3 separate regions of the Mus musculus genome follow, and all the other regions are linked to region 3. The links are chromatin contacts, called in public Hi-C and HiChIP or PLAC-seq maps. All regions are on one chromosome and are shown on one strand. Each heading gives the region's core, a stretch centred on a gene start, on an enhancer-like site or on the middle of the called end of the contact. The rest is flanking DNA. Distances are from core to core; before and after follow the strand shown. Region 1 overlaps BC052040 (cDNA sequence BC052040). Region 2 overlaps BC052040 (cDNA sequence BC052040). Region 3 overlaps Meis2 (Meis homeobox 2).

Region 1 (3,329 bases), core at 187-2,686, 230 kb after region 3:
GGGATACAAGTTAATACAGACATTGTACAAGTCTGTTTGGAGATTTCTCAAAAAATTTAAAATGGAATTACCATTTGCTCCAATTCTTTCATTCCTCAGCCTAAACTCAGAAAGTCTAGACCCTACCATAGAGATATCGGAACCCTATATTTATTGCTGTTTACTCACCATAGCAAGGAAAATGAACCAATCTAGTTGTCCATCAACAATTGAATGATAATGAAATGTTAGTATATAATTGGTTTGAAAACTTGCCACATATACATGTAAGGCATATGTATACATGAACAAATGTAACCATAAAAGATGTGCACTTACTCAAAGTGTTAAGGAGCTAAGTCAGATTCCGTAACAGTGTCATCTCATATACGTCATGTGTACACACCTAAATGGACACCATCGCCATATTCTTGACACATGCCAACTGAAGCACTTAAAAACTCATTACAAAACACACTACAAGTTTCAAGTAACAGTCTTAATACAGTATAGAAAGGCAGTTTAATGATCTAATTTATTCATAATAATTAGAGCAATTAATAGGTACTGTGATACCCTCTAGTGGGGCAGGCAGGTCATACCTCTGGTAGTAACTTTCAATCGCTTCTGGAGTGTGATGTTTGGCATGTGTTCTTTTAATATGTTTCTGAAACAAAACACAAAAAAACATCTTTATGTTGTGTCACAGATCAGAGTCAAGAACAGCAAAGACATATTTCTTCATCCCAGTAGCAAGCATACGGGGCAAATGGCTAATGGCTTGGGGGTTTGGGTGGTGGCAAGATTTCTTTTCCTGCTACTCCATCTATGCATTTTAATCTCCTGCTTGGCTGGGATGTCTTCAGACTGTACCACAAGTACAGTCTATATGTAAAAGCCACCAGGGTCATAGTAATTGAATCTAAATAAGTTTGCTTCGGGCTGCAGAGGGCAGAGGAAAACTTGTTCCCTCTTCCAACCTTTGTATTAATTTTCCCTCAATTCAATTCCATCTAAGTCTTCTGCACTCGGGCTTTACAACCCAATTGCCATATTTAACCAGGAAGAACATTGCTTAAAAACAACTTATTTGAAAACTACAAAAAGTAATTCCATAGAGACTTGCCACTTGACTGACACCTGTCATCTCATGATAAATGACTCCATTTTCTGCCTCTCTTGCCTTCTGCCACTCCAGCAGTGGTCATTTATCATCATCTCTGTCAGCAGTGGGAAGCGGCACTGACAGTGCAAGTCAGCAAACATTTAGCACATGGAGCCACGCAACACGGGGAAATTATTATTGTCAGAATAATAATGCTTTAGCATAATTTATTACAGGTCCACCAAATAAGCAAAGGCTAGATGTTATTAGACAGATGGATGGGTAGGCTTGGCAGGCCTCCACTGAGACGCAGGCGCTGCTTGATGTGGCAAGGAGACCATCCTCCAGCCCAATCAGAGAGCTGGCAGTTCAATTACAAAGAAATAAAGGGACATTCATCATTCAATTAGGCACCTGTCAACCCTCACAAAGGAGAAAACTTCTAACCTGGTACTCCTGGGAGAAGATGCTCAGCAGAGTGGCCTGCGATTGACTGGAACAAATAAAAGAAGGACAAAGTTAATTACTGGAGTGCACAGCAAAGAAATAAAAGAGAAAGGACCTTCAAAGGTAGGTCCGCTGCCCTGTAATCCAACAGAACACGAAAACAAGTGTGGAGAAGTTGTTCCAGATGAGAACCTCACACAAAGGCTTCCTGCCATGAGGTCAAGGAGAGAGGAAGAGCGGATGGGGAAGAGCCGGTCCTGATGCAGGAGGCATATCATTTGGATTCTCTGCAACCTCAGGACGGCTGCATCATATCTGTAATATAAAATGGGGTTTTATACTACAAAGGACCACAAGAAAAAGGTTTCTGGCCACAAACAAGTGAGTTACTCCTGGGAACAGCAGGGAGAACATTTTTTACAGACTGTCAGCATTCCCAGGTTTATCTCCTTGGCTATCCCAGATTCATGGGGGGAAACACTGGTCTTAACTAGAGGTAGCACAGAGGCTAATGGAACACTCTCTGGCCAGCTCTGAAAACAGAAGGCATCAGGATGTGGCAGGCTACAGAAGAACTCACTCTCAAGAGACTACAGCTATCCTTACCCAGGATGTCACAGCCCCAAACACTAGGGATACCTTCTTCCCAAATAGGGCGTTTGCTTCTACAACTGTCTGCTTTAGAGATGGAATGTTCCTGTAAGATGTCACCAGCATCTACTCCTGCCTCTGACTGCCCTTGGTGGATACTTGCACCTTATCAGATCTGACTACTTTTGATACAGCCTTCAGGTAAATGCAAACCAAAGAGACTGCAATTTAGATAATTTGACGTTCACAGTATGCCAACGCTCTTGTGAACATTGACTTTTTTTATTTATGAATGAACCCACCCAAGCATGTCACCAGTTTAGAGAGTTTGAAATAAAAATGACTCCATGTTTGCCTGCTCACTGCCATTGCCAGCAACTTCTGGAAATCATCATGGGGTCTGGCTTCTGATCCTCCTGACCAGGACCAATGAGACAGTTTTAAAGAAAAGAAAAATAAAATTAATAGGGCCATCAAGATGGCTCTGAGAATAAAGGTGCTGCCAACCTGAGTTTAATCTCTAAGATTCACATTGTCTACCCTCCACATGTGTGCCATGGCATGCATACATGTCCACATACATATTCAATACAAATATGTATAAAATAATTTAAATATAATCCCAGTACTCTGGAAACTGAGGCAAGAGGACTGCTAAAAGTTTCAGGTCTACATAGCAATTAACTACCCAGCCTGGGCTTCAGAGTGAAACACTATCAAAACAGAGGTGGGGAACAGAGAAAGAAAGAAAGAAAGATAGAAAGAGACAGACAGACAAACAGACTGAGACCATCATAGGAGTTGGGGGGATCTACAGATAGTCACCATGGAAAGTGCATATATAATTAAAGAACTACTTCAGTACATCAAAAATTAGCGAGAAATGTCTGAGGGCAATTATAAATTTATAAATCAATTTTCTCAATTTCCTTTTAAAATTAGAAATCATCTTTTAAAAAACTGTGTGTGTGTGTGTGTGTGTGTGTGTGTGTGTGTGTGTGTGTGTGTGTGTGTGCATGCGCATGCATATCTGGTTTGCCAGAATGTAACATGAAAATCACATACCTTGGTAGGGTTACTGATATAAGCTTCTGAAAAAGATGCCAAAATTATGGTCTAATCTTGAGAAACAACTCTAAGAAAGTAAAATGTTTCCTATCTACCCATGATTAAGTGACCTCTCTTCATAGGACAAAATAGACTGATG
Region 2 (3,468 bases), core at 255-2,754, 170 kb after region 3:
AGGGGTTCAGCAATTACTGGTATGGAAAAAATGACATTATAAAAAAACTTAAAATACGACTTGAATGCTCTTACATAAAAATCTGTTACCCCAAAAGCAGTGTGACAATTAGATCCCTATGGGTTTTATTGTCAATTAGGGTCAACACCCCTCTCCCCTGGCCTGGGTTTAGTCCAAATGCAAGTCTCTTTGAAAGGCTACTTTTGAGAGAATGTCTACTATTGCTGAGAACTTCATTTCCTGTTCTGTGTGCTGTGTTCACAGATAAGAAATAAACATTAGGATTCCACATATTCATGGATGGCTAACATTGCCTTGGGTCTAAATGCTAGGCCACTGGTAAATCTGTTCTGACTGCTGCATTCTTATTGACCTCCATTTGGATTGTGATGTCTCAATGGTCCATGCTGCACTTTGGCACTGTTTGCATTTCTTTGGTTCCCTGCAGACATTTGGTGGCATTGGTGACAACCTGTATGATATATATTCCCTGAATGATCTGGAATACTGAAAACCAAGGCTAACATTTCCTATCATACAACATGCTCCATATAAACAGTGTCTGCTTAGTGCATGTAAATGCAAAGTATATGTTTAGGTATGTAAATAATGATACTCTATGTAAAATACTAGAATAAAAAAATGAAACAAAATAATATTCAAAAAACACAAGACAAGCTGAGCATGGTGGTATGCACCATAAATCCCAGAACTCTGGAGGCAGAGTCAAGTGGATCTTTGTGAGTTTGAAGCCTACATTATGAGTTCTAGGCCAGCCAAGGTTACACACATGCGCACACGCACACGCACACACACACAACACACACACCAAAACCCAAACAAAATCCCACTTAGCTGTAATGAAACCACATTAAAATATTGACCCCTCATTCTCCCTGGAGCCATGTCCATAATCTACAGGTTTCCTATAGGGCTAGTAGATCATGTGACGTGCCTCTGATTGATGTGTGGGAGGCGTATGGTAGGTGCTCAGTAGTTTCAGGATGAAGATGTGATTTTGGCATTTTTAATTGAGCTTTCTTATTTGAAATTGAACTTCTATTTGTTCTTCAGAAAAGATGTGACCAGCACCAAAAAGGGGAACACAGTCTTAATGCACCATGATCTACATGATCAATTGTTTTTAACCCTTGAGTAACCCAAACTTAGGCGGTTTGATTTTCCTGTCATTGCTTTCCTTATAGTCTCAAAACGGATGCTTTCTTTACTAGTTCAAACTCATCAGAAAATCGCTAAAAATCTAAAATTCAATTTGCCACATTAATGCTAATTTGAATAATGGCCGACTAAAACCTAGGAAACGCTGAGGCAGCATTGATTTCTAAAACATTTTGCACTTTCCTCCTCTGTCTCTGTAAAGTAAAGCTTGGGTGCTACGCACAATTACACAAGGAAATCAAGAAGGGCATTACATTCAGCACTCTGTCATCATCACTGTTACCATGGCAAAGAGTAGGCGTAGCTTAGCACAGCTGCCATGGGCGAGATCTGCTGGCCTTTTGTAAAGCTGAGTAACAATATGATGCCAAATTCGATAGCCTCCTACCCACAGCCCACACTGTTGCCTGCAGATGCTACCATCTCCTTCCTTAATGATCTGGGCATGTGTCATCTTATTACTGTATTCTTACTGTTGACCAATGGCAGAAGAGCACGGCTAATCTAGAAAGGTTGCCCCAATCCATTTCTTGTTTTTGTGGAGGAAAACACAGAGTGTGCGAACAGGAATGAAATCATTAAAAAAAAAATCAAAGAAAATTACAATCATAAAAACAAAAATCAGAGATTCAACATGGCATTGCAGATGACAGGACACTGTTAGAGATGGATGGGATGGGGGAGGAGGGGATCAACGTAAGCCTATGAGAACCAGCAGGATAACATACTCTTTCCTTTCTTTGAGTATCAGTTTAGTTATCTATACAATGGGGACAACAGTAACTTGCTGGGCTGGGGAGAGGCCTCAATTGAGAAACTGTTGCTACACAAGTCTGAGGACTGGAAGGCCAAAGCCCGGCACCGGGATCAAGGCCAGGCAGGCGTGATTGTTGCCTGTATCTTAGCAATCAGAAGGCAGAGATGAGATTCCCCAGGACAAGCTACAGTAACACATATATACTCCTGCACACAGTCACATGAACCCATATACTATGGACATGCATGCACACATGCACACCCTCCTCCACCACACACACACACACACACACACATGCAACCTCTTTGTAAGAATTAAATGAGACAACTTTCAGGTCCAGGCACAGGGCAGGTATTTGGTACATCTGCCCCAACCTGAACCGCTTTAATTGTGGAGACTTCCATCTCATCAGGATGGTTGTAGAAATTCATACATAAACTGTTTGGTACTGTTGTAAGGTAAATCATTTTCATTTTTCATGTGGTTTGGATACTGTCTTCAGGTAACTGTGAATAAATTAATTTTTATGGTCTAGAAGGAAGCATAAATTCCACATCAAAAGGATAAAATCCAGTGTCTATACCATATTATGCACCACAGCTTGTTATCTGTATTTTAAGTGACACTAATGTAATCACTGTAAAGCAGGAAATAGGCTATACTTGTTTTGACCTTAAGCACAGATTTTTAAGTTTTAAAAAATAAAGCAACATCATGAAAGCAGAGAAGTTTAAATTATCTCAAATGAATACATTAATCAGAGTCTGTATTTACTAGGGGAAAAAAGGCTCCTAGCATTTTTACCAGTTAAACAAAATATTTTTTTTCTAATGAGACTTCCTTTGAGTATCGTTTATCTTAAGAGAAAAATAATGGGACCTTACCTATTCCAGTAGCTCCAGAATTGGCCATGCAGGTAGGCGTGGTGGCTACATTCATCACCAAATGAGGCTTTGCTTTCAATCCAGTGAATTATGTGCCCTTCCACAGCTAAGGGACAAAGCATTACTAATACATTGTGAAGGAGAGGGAAGATTGAAAATCCTCAACTATGTACTGGCCTCTCTATGCCTCACATTAATGAGCAGGGGCTTAGCCTCTGCCACTCACTGTGGGCGTAATTTATAAAACAACACGTTTGTGTGAGTTCATCACCAGGCACGCTGGGGCCACAGTTTCATCCTGTTCTCCTCACCCCATTTCTCAAAACTCCCTTTCCTAGTGCTCATGACGCTGTTCTGTGGCTCGACAAGTGACATGTCAAGACCAAAGTGTGCCTGGCTATCTGGCAAAGCTGTGTTTTTAAAATTCAAAATTTAGAGAAATGAACTGAGAAGGGCAACTTTAAAAATGCCTTCAGAAGGCATGCTCACCCCTTCCTTCAGTGTATGGAGAAGTTTTGAGGCATAGGCTTCATCTGAACCAACTGTGAGACAATATAAGATCATCTTTTCCAATACTTTACTCATTTCAACACAGTATTATAAAGATAATCTACTCTGAAAACATTTGCTAATAATAACATGCAAAAA
Region 3 (3,345 bases), core at 571-3,070:
CATATAGTGTTAAAGGAAATACTGTAGTCTGAATAAAATTGCTTATGTTCTCCAAAACAAGAGTAATATAAAAACACTTTTTTATTTATATGGAAAAGCAAAAGCAGAAATAAACTCCAAAGGTTTCCCTTTCTTCAAGAAATTCCGAGAGAGAGCTGCAGTCGCCATCTGTTAAGGGTTGGGAATTGAGCAAGAAGCCACATTTAAAAGAGAAAGAAAAGTCCAGAAGAGGCTGTGTCTTCCACGCTGTTCTCCCTCTCCCCCGCTAACCTCGGGTCAGCACCCGAACCCCCACACCAGCTCCCTAGATGGGTCTGTCCAGCCCATCAAGGTCCTCCTCGCCGGCTGGCCCTCCCACTCCCGCGGGCCTGTTAACCCGGAGCAGATCCGGGAAGGGAAATGTGGCTAATATCTCTAGCAGCTGTCAAAAGGAGGGTCCTTCCTTCAAAGGGATCCTCCGCAAATTCTCCATTAGTCTTGCAGGCCAGCAATTTGATAAGGAACCTGGACCTCTGCTACAAGTCTCCACTTTGCCAGAAGGTCCTCTTTCGAGCTGTTTAAATGGCCGAGTGGCCCGAACTAAGCGGTCACCCTGTGGTCCAGGGACAGGGGAGTTGTGGCACAAGCCAAGAACAAGGAGGATCATGCCTGTGGTCGTGCGTGCAGACGGCCTCCCCGTCGCGAGTGTGTTTGTTGTATGGACGAACCTGCTGCAAACGGATGGAGGGGGACAAGCAACCGTGGTGGTTTTTTTGTTTTTGTTTTTGTTTTTTTTTTTTTCAGTGATCAACTTCGGGCGTCGTGCGCGTGGGGAGCCCCCCCGCAGTCCCAGCGGGGCTGGAGAAAGGTGCAGCGCTGGACTCTGCGGTCAAATCGTGATGAGAATGGGGACCGTCGGGGCAGTGTTTGAAGGGAGGTTTTAATATTAATAGTTTCGCTGTAGAGACAGAAGGGAGATTGCGTCTACTGCTCCTCCGGGCAGACTCTGGGTGACAGGAATGATGGATGATCCGGCAGAGCCCAGCGGCCCCTCCCCTCCAGCCCCAACAGTGTCAAAGCTACTTTAGCTGAGGCTTTAGAAATAAAATAAATAAACAGCATCGCCCCCTTCTCTTCGCACCACCGCCCTACCCCCACTTTCCGACACCGATTTATGGATCATTATGAATCAATTACCGTTCTCAATACTTTCCCATTGGCTTAAATAAAACAGTGGAAAGATAAAAACGCGGGGTTCGGTGGGGGAATTTTTTTCCCCCTGACAGGAACAATCACAAAATCCATTATCTCATAATCAGAGGCTCTGGGTTAGGAGGTGAAGAGAAAAGAAGGGGTCACTCAGGAAATAACACAGGAGCGCCAGAGGGGAGGTGTCGCCCAGTCTCTGCCTTTGTGGTATTTGGTTTTGTTTGTTGTGTGTTTGAGGTGTTTTGAACGCAGGGGAGGGGGGCTGCGCGTGAGAATTCGCCGTCTGCAAGTTGATGGCCTGACCCTTAAACTCCTTTGCCAATCCTCCTTCAGGGTGTGCCTGGCCAAGCATCTCTTGGTAGCCTGGAGTGAGTTCGCACGTGGGAGAAAGGTGTGGAGGAGGAATGGACTGACCGGTCTGCAGGGCAGATTTGCACTTTGTTGTAGGCAACTCTGCTTGGGCAGCTGGGGGGCCCCGTGGGGATAGTCCCCCCTCCCGCCACTCCGCCTGTCCCGCATGGGGCTGGCTGGTTTTGTCTTGCAACAGTTTGGGATCTGGACAAGCCCCCTCTCCTGCCCCCACCTCGCCGCCCGAGGCTTTTCTTCCCTCTCCGGCCTCTGGCTGGGCGGCGCTCTAGGTCCTTGTAGGTGTTTCTATGACTACATTGTGTGTGTGGGAGGGTCAGATGTGGGGGTTGCCCGAGAGAGGGCCGTTCCTGGGCGGTCATTTATCAATGTCACCCACATAATGATTCTCTCTGCAGCGTCCTATTGATGAGGATAATTACATTAGCTCAGAGTGACTGATCAATGAAAAACCACCACACAAAAACTTCTTCACTCCTCTATAATACCAAAAACCGATACAGAAATAACAGAAAGTCTGATTTTCTTCCCCTCCTCTATCCACCAATGGATTCTGTACACCCCGCCCCCTCCCCAAGACCCGGGAATAAAGTAACAAAATAGACCTAGGTTTGTTTCGTTCACAGAGGATGCAATTTTGCCTGTGAATGCATTTGCTCTAAATGCGTTGGCTTCGTTCCTCCTTCGGTAAAGAATATCAACGGATTTGCTACCGTGAGTGGCTTTTAGACTGGTCTGTGGTTTTCCGTTCTTTTTATTTCTTTTCTCCCCATTGGACCTTTCTCCCCTACTTCAAAAAAAAAAAAAAAAAAGAAGATAGACAATTCTTTTTATACATAAACGGAAAATAAAATTATTCTAGATCCTTTCTCTAGATCTTTTTTAAATAAAGCATTTGCCTTGATCGGGTTACCTTTTTGTCTTTATCACTTCACAAAGTAGGGCAATTAAAGATGTGACGTTGTGTGTGGATTAAGAGTGGATCCATTATATGGCGACATAACTCGCTATATTCTCGCCTAAAAGTTTGCCACTAAATTACGATTTCGCTTTTTCTAGACTTGAAAATCAATATCTTCTCAATTAAAGAGAATTTTAATGCTTTACTTGCGAGTTGTTAAAGGCGCTGTAAATTTTATTGTAATGTTTCTTAGCCTCGGAGTAGATCCAAGAGACGTTGATTCTCCGGGTCTTTTTCGTCTAGCCAGGAACCTTCCACTGGTTTCTGATGAAATACCAGCTACAAAGGTAAGCAGAGTTCCGCAGGGGATCGGGCACTGGGAGGGAGCCCTCCATGGCCAGAGGCCATTGTCTGGAGTATTTCCACCTCTCTGTGTCCCACCTCCCTCAAATGACAGAAGTGTTCATTTAATCTTTCTCAGAGGCAAGCACAAGAGACTCCCATCTGCTCTGGGACAACCAGAAAAAGAGGTGCATTTCGGAAAGATTCTAGACTCTTCCCAGTGCCCCAACCCCTTTTCCTTAAAGTGTACCTCAGAAAGACCCTTTCACAAAATCTGCCATATTTGACATGTCCCCAGCCTCTGTGTCCCAATTCGCTAGCCACCCTCAGGGGCACACTGCTTACAGATGGTTTCTCCTTCCACTGGCTCTTCCTAGTAAAAGTTCTCTTCCCGGTAAAAGTTCTTGGAGAGAATTAAATGTGTTGTGTTAATAACCCAGTTCTGCTACTGCTCTCTCCTGCAAACTTGAAGTCTAGTGATCAGGTGCCCAAAGAAGTCCAAAGATGAGAGTCCCGAGGCCCAGTGACTGGGATGAAGAGCATGGTAG

The links. Hi-C and Micro-C count contacts between places; a contact is called where the count stands out from the background. HiChIP or PLAC-seq counts read pairs in DNA pulled down with a chosen protein or histone mark.
Region 1: an H3K4me3 HiChIP or PLAC-seq map of neural tube shows a contact between it and region 3, with 3 times the contacts expected there. The contact joins two enhancer-like sites. A contact is called at or near these places in 10 of 39 promoter capture datasets (the 3T3-L1 cell line, 3T3-L1-derived adipocytes, cranial neural crest and 5 more), 2 of 484 Hi-C or Micro-C datasets (3T3-L1-derived adipocytes and neural progenitor cells) and 2 of 115 datasets of contacts at active chromatin or transcription factors (embryonic hindbrain and neural tube).
Region 2: a contact with region 3 is called in a Hi-C map of neural progenitor cells, with 4 times the contacts expected there. The contact joins two enhancer-like sites. A contact is called at or near these places in 11 of 484 Hi-C or Micro-C datasets (the AML12 cell line, the N1E-115 cell line, cerebral cortex and 5 more) and 2 of 115 datasets of contacts at active chromatin or transcription factors (differentiating embryonic stem cells and neural tube).

Annotation. Positions count from the first base shown.
Region 1 is chr2:115,629,253-115,632,581 of GRCm38.p6, reverse strand. It overlaps BC052040 (cDNA sequence BC052040), which reads right to left. Exons shown (of 11, transcript NM_207264.4): 2 at 1,532-1,577; 3 at 582-646. Among named protein-coding and RNA genes, the nearest start is that of Mir1951, 7.8 kb to the left of the region's middle. Within about 2 kb of position 1,436, at least 10 of the 459 cell types and tissues checked have an H3K27ac peak or open chromatin away from gene starts, as enhancers often do. A contact at or near this core is called in neural tube and second pharyngeal arch cranial neural crest, where this site is marked.
Region 2 is chr2:115,686,522-115,689,989 of GRCm38.p6, reverse strand. It overlaps BC052040 (cDNA sequence BC052040), which reads right to left. Exons shown (of 11, transcript NM_207264.4): 10 at 2,821-2,926. Among named protein-coding and RNA genes, the nearest start is that of Mir1951, 50 kb to the right of the region's middle. Within about 2 kb of position 1,504, at least 20 of the 459 cell types and tissues checked have an H3K27ac peak or open chromatin away from gene starts, as enhancers often do. A contact at or near this core is called in neural progenitor cells, where this site is marked.
Region 3 is chr2:115,857,971-115,861,315 of GRCm38.p6, reverse strand. Meis2 (Meis homeobox 2) reads left to right here. Exons shown (of 12, transcript NM_001159568.1): 12 at 1-52. Among named protein-coding and RNA genes, the nearest start is that of Gm31590, 53 kb to the right of the region's middle. Within about 2 kb of position 1,820, at least 73 of the 459 cell types and tissues checked have an H3K27ac peak or open chromatin away from gene starts, as enhancers often do. A contact at or near this core is called in neural progenitor cells, neural tube and second pharyngeal arch cranial neural crest, where this site is marked.